Linked DNA regions of Arabidopsis thaliana: region 1 is linked to region 2. A link is a contact called in public capture Hi-C data. All regions are on one chromosome and are shown on one strand. The core of a region is the stretch at or near the end of the contact, and the rest is flanking DNA. Distances in the headings are between cores, read along the strand shown. Region 1 holds the start of AT3G30840. Region 2 holds the start of ERD5 (Methylenetetrahydrofolate reductase family protein).

Region 1 (5,245 bases), core at 739-3,238, 140 kb after region 2:
ATAGCAAGAGTCATTTTTGGCCGCATAATCAAGAACTAAATTCCCTTTCTCGAACATCTCTTAGTTTCAACAGTCTTCTCCCCCTTGTTGATTGTGTGTTTCAATAAAGCAATAAGCCAAGTATAAACACACACACCAACACAAAAACACAGATGCTTATCAATTTCCTTTTTTTTTGAAGAGAAGAAAAAGAATTAGCTTCTCACCATTAAAACCAAAATGTAGCTCCAGAACTTCAACCGATTCTATAAGACCACATCAAACATCAAGACCACAAACACAAGAAGTAGTTTGTATCTTTAAATTTCCTGCAAATACATGTAGCATCAAACATGAGCGAGATGACAAGATTCAAAGAAAATTTTCACCAGCGTCTGCTTCTCCAATCCTTTTCTCTCCAAAACAGAAAAACACGAATCACCATTGACTTCTTCTTACACTGTCGTCGAAATCAGATTTTGGACCATAATTTAACACTCGACCCATGTCCACAATTTAACTCTCTTTATCTGTGATTCCTCAATAAGATTCCAAACCCCGTCCACTGACTCCTTTAAATCCCTGCAATTTCCTACAGAATCTCTGTCTTGGTTCCTCTTAGTGGTCGCAAAAAATAGCACCAAGCTCATCACGAACCCATAAATCTAGAACCCAACGCTGACACACTTAACTTCACTTGATTCTCAACTGTGAATCTTCCTTCCGTCAATGGATAACGTCAACGACAAACACAAACAGCCGCTTAATCTCCTTCACCAAATGCTACATCCAATTAAAGCGACTTTGCTGAAAACCTCCAGAGCTTAAGAGAACCAACACTGAAAGCTTCTTAGACACACAAAATCGAGAAACTTTAACCATGAGCACTTTCTTTTTAAACAGAAGATGAACAAGCAGCAACAAAGATTCGCACACAAGCCTGCATCTTCCGACATGCTTTCTTCCAATTAAAACACTTCTTAGCACAGTGAGCTTAGTTTGGGCCTCCGATTAAAACAGAAATTGGCCCAAAATATAAAACCCAAACCTAATTCTCTTTCAGACTCGACGATCTTTTCCCGACGGCAAGAGAATCGCAAATATACTTCACATCTCATACAACAAAGGCACCTCTTCTTTCTCATCTAGCCACACACCCAAGAGCTAACCTGTTAGAGATACTAATCTCAGATCGGTTTCCTGCTCTGATACCAATTGAAGTTACTAACTGTGTGCTAGGTCTATACGTCGTTATATGATGAGAGTGTATAAAAGACTTGTATGTGTGCATAAAGTAAATGACACAGAGATTTGTTAACGGGGTTCGGTAACAACCTACATCCGCGGGACCTAGTCCAGAAATAATTCCACTAGAACAAGATCGGAAATACAATTGCATATGATATTACAGCATAACTATGCCTACCACTCTTTTCTAGATGGACTTTGGAAACAGTATCAAGCCTAGCATGTCTTGACTACCACCCGGCAGCACCGGTGCATCACCGTCTTCTCTAACGGCTGCAAATTCCAAAGGAATACCACCAACAGATCATCATCTGTATTTGGTGGGGCGACGCCACAAACAAGTGTGTGCATCTCTCTCCACTATACCATAGACGCGCAACCTTTTTATGTCACGGCAGCCATCTATATATAATCAAGACAAAACCCTAGGCTCCAAATATTCTCGCAATCTTTTTGCCTTGATTCGAAAGTATCTGGACCACCACTAAAGGAAACATCACGTCTCCAATAGAATCATGCCATGTCATCTTCATTCCTCACTTGATTCTTTCGGCATTCAGTTCGCCTACTATGTTACACAGCTGCTACCTGTGAAACACAACTCTGATACTTTCTTTTGATACTCCGGCTTCACAATCACATAGATCTTTACAATATCTGATGCTCAATACCTCTGTTGCTCAACACCTTTGTTGATGTCTGCATAACTCTTGTTGCATTCTGTGTCAACTCCTTTGTTGTAGCAGTGTCTGTATCATCCATGTTTCACACACACGTTCTTGTTGTAGTGCAGTCTGTATCATCTCATATCTTGAGCTGTGTGTCATCATCTTGAGTCTAACAACCAGTTACAAATATACTCTCATTCTCCCCCTTTATTACTGTGTTTTAGAACTCAAACTCACCTTAGTAGATTGTACTTTGATGATCTTCAAGCTTCAATACTATCTCAGAATGTTTCTTTAAACTGTCACTGCATATGTTGTGATTCTGACCGAGTGTCCATTTTCCAACTGTCACAGCTACACAACTCAGCAACATCACAACATACTAACACTTTGTGCTGATGGGTTCAGCTTCAAGATCCATGGAAAGTTCAGGCAATGATCACGAACTCAGATCAAATTGGTCCTCCCTATCGAATCAAAGAAAACGTTTTTCTTCAATGAAACTTGATAATGACTAGAGGTTTTAAAGAATAAAATTTGACTAAACGACTAGGTGGATTCTTTTAACAACTAAACGTGGAGAGCAAGGTGCTTGGTTAGTCAATATTAGCAAAAATAAAGAATTAGTCGTTGAATCTTAGTGGTAGGCGATAAGATTTCTCTATTCATGAATTATGATTATCCAACTAATACATTCTTTTAAATTTTATTTATTGATAAATGTATTTATCTTATTGGTTTACATTATTAGAAGACCAAAACTATATATTATTCAACTAATACATTCTTTTATTCTTTTATTGATAAGATTAATTAATTCTTTGTAAAAAGGAAAAAAATCTTAGTGATTTCATTCTTAAAGATCTACTCAAAAGAGGTTGATTATTTTAAAACTTTAAAACGACCATTTAATAAAACAAAGACAAAATAGTATTTGTTACTTGTCATACAGTGATACAGATGTTAAGCCTTTGGCCCTTGCTTTGAGGACGAACTCTATCGCGCCACACCGGTACAAGTATAGATTACTTGTCATTCAAAGTGAAGCAATATCACATAAAGAGGAGTAAAAAGAGATGTGTACAACAACAGAAAAAATCTATTATCATTTCTATACATTCAATGTACAACAACAAAAACCAACAAACCATGACCAAAGATATCACATAGAGCACTTAATAGCCAACTGAGCTACATAATCTAATCAATATTTGTTACTAGCTAATTTATAAAAAATGTGTATGGGACACTTGCTCCACCTGTTTATACCATTAATCCGCCTTTGAGTCTATGGATAGATACTCTCTCTGAATATTAAAATGGACCGTAAATATATATTTATATCTATGTAGATGCATAGAACATGTGTTAGAATTTGAGACAACAGATAAATTATACTTGGAATATGTAGAGTTCCAAACTCGTTTCCTTAGGTCCTGTTCGGCAGTAATCGCAGCGACATCGACTGATAATCAAAATATTGCCTTTACATCTCCTTCATCCGTTCTTCACCTTTTCTTCATCTCCCCTATTTTCTATCGTTGCAACTGAAATCTAAAGAATTTGGAGTCGCTGGATAAATCAGCAACACAACCCAAGCTTTAATTTTGAAGTAACGATAGTCGCTAGATTTTTTAAATCAAATTGCCATTTTCAAATATTTACAAACCTGGACTACTGTTTATCTTCTTCTCCAATTTACAAATTTATACAACATATCCCAATTTTATAAAAAAAAGAGGAAAAAAAAACAAAACTCAGTCGTTTTTAAAGCCAGTCGCTGGTTATAGTCGCACGACACTTAAACGAACATGCCTTAATACTAGGCCCCTGAGAAACCTAAATCGATCAACATTTTAACTCAATAATAAATTTTAAATATTTCTTAAAACATGTATTTTCCCGGTGGAATGCGTTAGAATTTAAAACATGTATTTTGCTTTATTGATGTGTTAGAAAATTCGACATATTAATGTTAGACACCGACATTCATTTTTCCACATGGTTTTCAAGTATACAATTATAAAATAACTAAAATTACTATGAGAAAAATAACTAAGAAAACTATATATTTCTTTTTGTCGTCAAGTACATTATTCATTAGAGATATATTTGATCTATTTATTATGATTAATTAAGAAAATAGTTATGGGTCAACTAGTAAAGCGAATAATTTGGCACAAAAGTTTTATACCGAATCGCATCATATCACGTTTATAAACAACATTTATTAGTTTTCATTGATCGATAATAATTTGAAATGAAAAAAAAAAGCTATGGGCCTAAAATAAGTATTTAAACTTGGTAATGGGCTAATGGCCCATCATTCGTATATCCAAAAGTTCCAAACCCAATCGCAAACTCTCGGAAGGCTGGTTCAATCTAAACCGGTTAATTATATTCTGATTCGGTTTGGATTAAATCTCTATTAAATCCTTTATTCGTCTCCCCTTTATAAAGATTCTTAAAAAAAAAAACAATCTGTCATTGATGCTCAAGAGTTACATTCTTTGAATTGAAGATCATTTCTCTGTTTCTCAGGTAAGCAAACAAATTTCGAATCATGCAAATACTTTACTCTCAATTCAATTTGTTCCCGATCAGATTATAAAGTCTCTTCCTTTTTCGTTTTCTAGATTACCCATTTGATCAAAGAAAAAAAATGGAACAAGATCATGTAAAAGTCAAAAAGAGAGTAGCTTTTGTTCTAATCGATGGTTTAGGAGATGTAACAATACCAAAACTAGGTTACAAAACTCCATTACAAGCAGCAAACATACCTAATCTCGACGCAATTGCATCAGCTGGTATCAACGGTTTAATGGATCCAGTAGAAGTTGGTTTAGGTTGTGGTAGTGACACTGCTCATCTTTCTCTCATGGGTTATGATCCAAGAGTATATTACCGTGGACGTGGTGCTTTTGAGTCTATGGGTGCAGGTTTAGCTATGTCACCTGGTGATATAGCTTTCAAGGTTTGTGCGTTTTATTATTTTGTATTCCATTCTTTTGTTTGTTTATAGGTTTTGTTTAACATTCTGTTACCATGTAGTCTAATTTTGCAACTTTGGATGAGAAATCTGGAGTTGTTGTTAGTCGAAGAGCTGATCGACATTTCGAAGAAGAAGGTCCTATACTTTGTGCAGCTCTTGATGGGTTAAAGCTTCAATCTTTCCCTGAGTATGAAGTGAGAGTCAGGTTGCAAAATGTTTGTCTTAGTGTTTATGGCTTTGTGTGGTTTATTGTTTGGCTAAAGTTTGTTTCTTTTTCGATAGATATGCGACGGAACATCGGTGTGGTGTTGTTGTTAAAGGGCCAAGACTTAGTGGGAATATATCTGGCACTGATCCG
Region 2 (5,020 bases), core at 1,976-4,475:
CGACGATGAGGACATAGTCAATCTCAACAGGAAGGTATTGAATGATCGATTTCTTCTTATTGAGCTTCTATTGAGTTTATTGGATAAATGCTCAAACTAATCTAATTTGGCGTGCTTATGAATTGAGTTTGTATTTAAATTGTTCTTCTACTTTTAGAACCACTATCGATTAAGAATTCTCCTTCATCTCCTTTCTTCTTCCTTTTTACTCAACTTGATTTCTGACCTTATCATATAACTGCTTCATGATCAGGAATCTTTGTTTTATTTGTTTCAAGCTATCTAATATTTTATTCACGGCAAAAGAAAATGAAGTAAAATATATAAAAAAGTAAAAAGCATTTTTATTGATAAGGTGAATATACATTTGTGAATGATATATTGATAGTAAAAACATAGTCCCTCATGAAAAATATTTAGCCACAGGAAATGTTCTTACCTACTCCATTTCTTATATTATAATTTTTTGTTTTCAATTTCTTAAACTACATAGAAGAAATTTATTCATCTACATTTCCCAATTTCATTTAATGGCTCCATACTCTCTCTTTACGCAATCCCGGCGATTAATCTCCTCTTAAGTTCCATCCTGCAATAACCAATACCAACATTAGTAAACCAAATCCAAAATCTATTAACTAAACTATATGGTTAAAGAACTAATCAAGGGTGTTAACTACCTCATGAGTTGACGGTCATGAGCTCCGGTGGCCATCATTCCCCGGTTCTCATAAGCGCGTCGGAGAAGATACGGTATAGCGGTTGCGACGGGTCCAAACGGCATGTACTTGCTAACATTGAACCCTGCTCTCTTTAACCCGAAGGACAATGCATCTGACATACCATATAGCTGTGCAAACTCTATCTTCCCGTTCTGTTTATCGATCCCGAGGTCACTCGCTTTCCTCGACGCAAGTCTCCCTGAGATTAAAACATTTCTACAATTAGTAAACCATTTCACTCTAACTAAAGCGCTAAAAAAACCGCGGTTACAATGTGATTTAATGGCTTACCCGAATCAGCGTTATGTGTTGCGAGAACGACACCGAAACCAGAACCGTTTGATGCTTTCTCCATCAGGAATGTCATACAATCATTGTAACAAGAGTGAGTATCCTGAATTGTGTCGTGGACTGGCGACTTGCAACCCAGGGAATCCGCCAAGCTAGCTTCGCTAGACATGTAAGCCCCTCTCACCAACTTGAACCCCATAGGAACATTCTCTTTCTCAGCATTTTGTACTGCCAAATGCAGTCTCTCACCGGCGTCTCTCAAGTACGCCTGAATCGTGTTGTAAACGATTGGTCGGTCTTTGTCAGCATTGAACATGATCGCCGATGAATAAGCCATGTAATCGATCGCGGGTTGGAGGATTGTGTCTTCCGCATCAATCAACAATGGTACATTGGACTCTTGGCATTTCCTACAGATTTCTTGAATCCTTCCATGAGCTGCTTCGAGCTCCCTTTCTTCTTCCGCGGTTAACGGTTCCGGTTCTGAGTTTGTGTGGTAGAGAGGACTCGATTCGGAGAAAACCGGAAACGATTTGAGCTTCCATGAGAGTTTGAAGTTCGGACTTTTGTATTCCCACCGCAGCAGATCGCTCACTCGTTTCAGAAGACTAATTGGACAAATGGCAGTTATCTTCACAACCACTGAGCTAAACTGTTAGGACAAGAAAACAAATAACCGGTCATTACAAAACCAAACCGGAACAATCCGTGTCGCACAACAATAAACCGGTATTTTAGTAACCGGAGAATATTCCTAAAGTGTTTTCTCCCGAAAGTTCTAGTCCACCTATACTCGTACGTGTAAATCTAATCCGATAATGACGCATTGCAATTAATTTTAATCACAGCAAAAATCGAATTTTAAAAAGCAAATAAATTCATTAGGAAAAAAAACTAAATAAATTAAACATAAAGTCATTTTCATAAGAGAAACATTAGGGAAACACAACTTTGGTACGTACTTGTATAACGCGTAAGAGTAATTTAACCAATTTAAAATGAAAATAGATAGATATAATAAATGTAGTACATATCTATGCAAGTGTACTTTGTCAGAGTACGGAGATTTAGCTGTCGAACCAAACAAGTTGTCTGAATTTGATAATTACGTTTCCCATTAACAAATAATTACGTTTTAAGACAAAATGATTAGGGATTAATGTAAAATAATCAGAAAAAACAGAGCAAAGAAGAAAAACAGAGGAATTAGGCTTACGTGAGATGTTGGTAAAGATTTGGCAGCTTCAATGGTTCGAATGAATTGTTGCATGTTATCATCACAAGATACAGCGTCATCGGCGTGTTCGACGCCATAGACAAGCATCCCTTTAAGACCAGTAGCTTCATAAACGCTTCTCACGCGCTCAGCGGCTGCGTCGGCATCTTCACCGGCGCAAAAATGGTCATAAAACGTACTTTTCACAAGCCCTAAAACCATGCCACGCGTCACCGAAGCGTCCATAAGTTTAGAGCTCATGACCCACGTCCCTAGGTCGACCATAGGACCTATCGCCGCCGCATGCAACACGGCGGTGGAACGGAGGAGATCAGAGGTTGGGATAGAGGAGAAAAGACGGGCTTGATCGGAGAGATCGAGACCATCGTGAGATTGCTCGGTGGGTTTTGGGTGGTGAAGAGGTGGTTCCGGTGCTTGTTGTCCAAAGGAGAGAATCTCCGGGACGACGGCGGTGGAAGCAGTCACGGTGGGAGGACCCACCGGGCTAAAAGCGGGTAAACGGTAAGATCGCCGGATAAAGTTTGTTCGGAGAAGACGGGTTGCCATAAAATTCAAAGATTTTGTTTTTGAAAACGAAAACAAAAAAAAATAATTTCTCTTCTCTTTTTTTTTTGTTTGCTTGATGTTTCGGTTTTATCGCTGTTTTTTTCTAAACGCTTTGGTTGTGTGATTTTTCTCCTATGGTTACTGCCACATATATTTATAGAAGCACGTAAAACCTTATGCATGTACATACACGTTTTACCTGTTAGATATATATAGATGCCCATGTGTACACTTCTTAATCGGTTTGATGCAGATAAATTAATCTATAAAAAAACAGTGACAAAAAACAAATTCTAAAATTACAACGGAATCTTTGTAAAGAAAGTAAAAATTGATCTTGTTTATTCTTACGAGTTACGACTAATTTGCTGATTTCTTGTCATTTCAATCCAAAGGGAATCTTAAAATACCATAAAATTTTAAGTTTATTCTTAATTTTAATTAATGGACTCATTGCAAAGTTTTCTACTTATGTAGTGATTCTTGATTGGTATCATATATGATTGGAGTAAATAATAACAAGTTGTAGCATATAGTATTCGTAATTATATAAAATCTAGAGGCTACGTTATTTAGTTTAGGTCCACAAATATTAGCTGTTTTCGGAAAAGGGAAAGAGGAAGATTGTGGCGTAATTTTCTGAGAGAGACAAATTTAAAAATAATGATAATTAAGGACGTCAGAGACAGCAAGGCCCTGACCATAGGATGAGTCATCGGATAACTATTTAATTAATATAATATATGATAAAGTTTTTTCAAAATCAAATATGTTTTTTAGGATTTTTTATTGTTATTGTTTTTTTGGGCGGAGACGGTGGAGGAAGATATGAAGGATGAGTGGATGATGAATCGGATTCAACATGTGGACCTGGACTTGTTCTTTGAATCTTTGACTTTTCTAAATTGGAATCTCCGGAATCTTAATGACTACTAGTTTGAATTAATCAACAAAAAGATTCATTTCTTAAAAAAACTAAAAACTTAATATGTTTACTACAGCACAATCTCAATTTAGAGATTCACCTATGCTTTTTTTCTATATATATAAGGTCGTAGCACTTCGATATAAAGAAAATTCTATATTTTTGTTGATCTCTTACTCTAATTAAATTAAGAGTGTATTTCTATTAGATTGTTTATGTTTGACATTTATTTGTAAACATAACGCAATAGTAAAACTACAAATAAGTAAAAAAAAAATTATGTTCTATATGTCATTATTTGTAAATGATGTGTGTATATTTTATAACTATGAGAATTATAATTATAATCTTCTTGATATTATACTTATCACAACTAAATTAAAAATAGATGTGGTAAATGGCTAGATTTGGTATTTGTAAAATCATAAATAAGTAAAAATTGATTTGAGAAGTCAAAAATTGAACGAATTATTTTTTCTTTTAATAAAATTTTAATTTTTTTTTAAAGACACAAAACCAGATCTAAGTATGTTTTTTATATTTTTTTTCTTTATCACTGTTTAGTCTTTAGTGCAAGTTGAATCGTCGACAAATCGGTAGTCAATATTATTTTTTTCTACAATAGTAATGAAAGCTAGAGGATCTGAATCTTGATGCAGCTTAGCGGTAAATTTTACAGTTGTTTTGAGAAGTTCCTTCACTAATACAATGGTCGAGGACACTAATTGAAGGTGATCGATGATACCAGTTGAGGGTGAACCTCAATGTAAGTGAATAGATTAACAATGGTTCATGTCGGTTCTAAAACTAGTTTTGGATAGTTGGGTTGCGCAAACGGTTGTTTCCACTATCTTGATTTGACATTTTCTTCATCGAGTCTGAAGTTAGGTCAGGGAGTTGAAATAATGTCGTAGTTTTCTAAATCTGACATATTTAGTAAAAAAAGCTCTATGTTTTGGTTTTTGGCGTTAGTTTGTGACCAGATTCACTAACTCTGATCACGTCGACGGTGCTATGATAGAGTAATTCTTATTAGCGGTGATGTTTGTAGGTTTAGATGTTTGTATCCGTCGAACAGTTATTTCAAATCACGTCTTTACTTGATTATATGATTTGGATGATAATAAAATTTTGTTTAAATAAAAAATTAAATAAGATGATAATAAAATTTTGTTTAAAGAAAGAATTATAAGTTTATTTTTCACATCATTAATAGAAAATATATTATTCTACAATCATTAATTTATTTACCGCATCAATTACAAAAATATATTCTAACTATCTTAACATTTAAATTAT

What was found. Capture Hi-C pulls out chosen DNA fragments and counts their contacts.
Region 1: a capture Hi-C map of shoot shows a contact between it and region 2, with 4 times the contacts expected there. A contact is called at or near these places in 2 of 26 Hi-C or Micro-C datasets (callus and root) and 1 of 3 other capture datasets (shoot).

Annotation. Positions count from the first base shown.
Region 1 is chr3:12,587,038-12,592,282 of TAIR10.1, forward strand. It overlaps AT3G30840, which reads right to left and starts at 1,989. Exons shown (of 2, transcript NM_113988.1): 1 at 1,899-1,989; 2 at 1,415-1,500. The coding sequence starts at 1,989. The coding sequence ends at 1,415. AT3G30841 (Cofactor-independent phosphoglycerate mutase) reads left to right here and starts at 4,341. Exons shown (of 6, transcript NM_180320.2): 1 at 4,341-4,436; 2 at 4,532-4,869; 3 at 4,947-5,092; 4 at 5,170-5,245. The coding sequence starts at 4,558.
Region 2 is chr3:12,448,331-12,453,350 of TAIR10.1, forward strand. It overlaps ERD5 (Methylenetetrahydrofolate reductase family protein), which reads right to left and starts at 3,226. Exons shown (of 4, transcript NM_113981.6): 1 at 2,230-3,226; 2 at 1,014-1,665; 3 at 681-921; 4 at 306-589. The coding sequence starts at 2,796. The coding sequence ends at 550.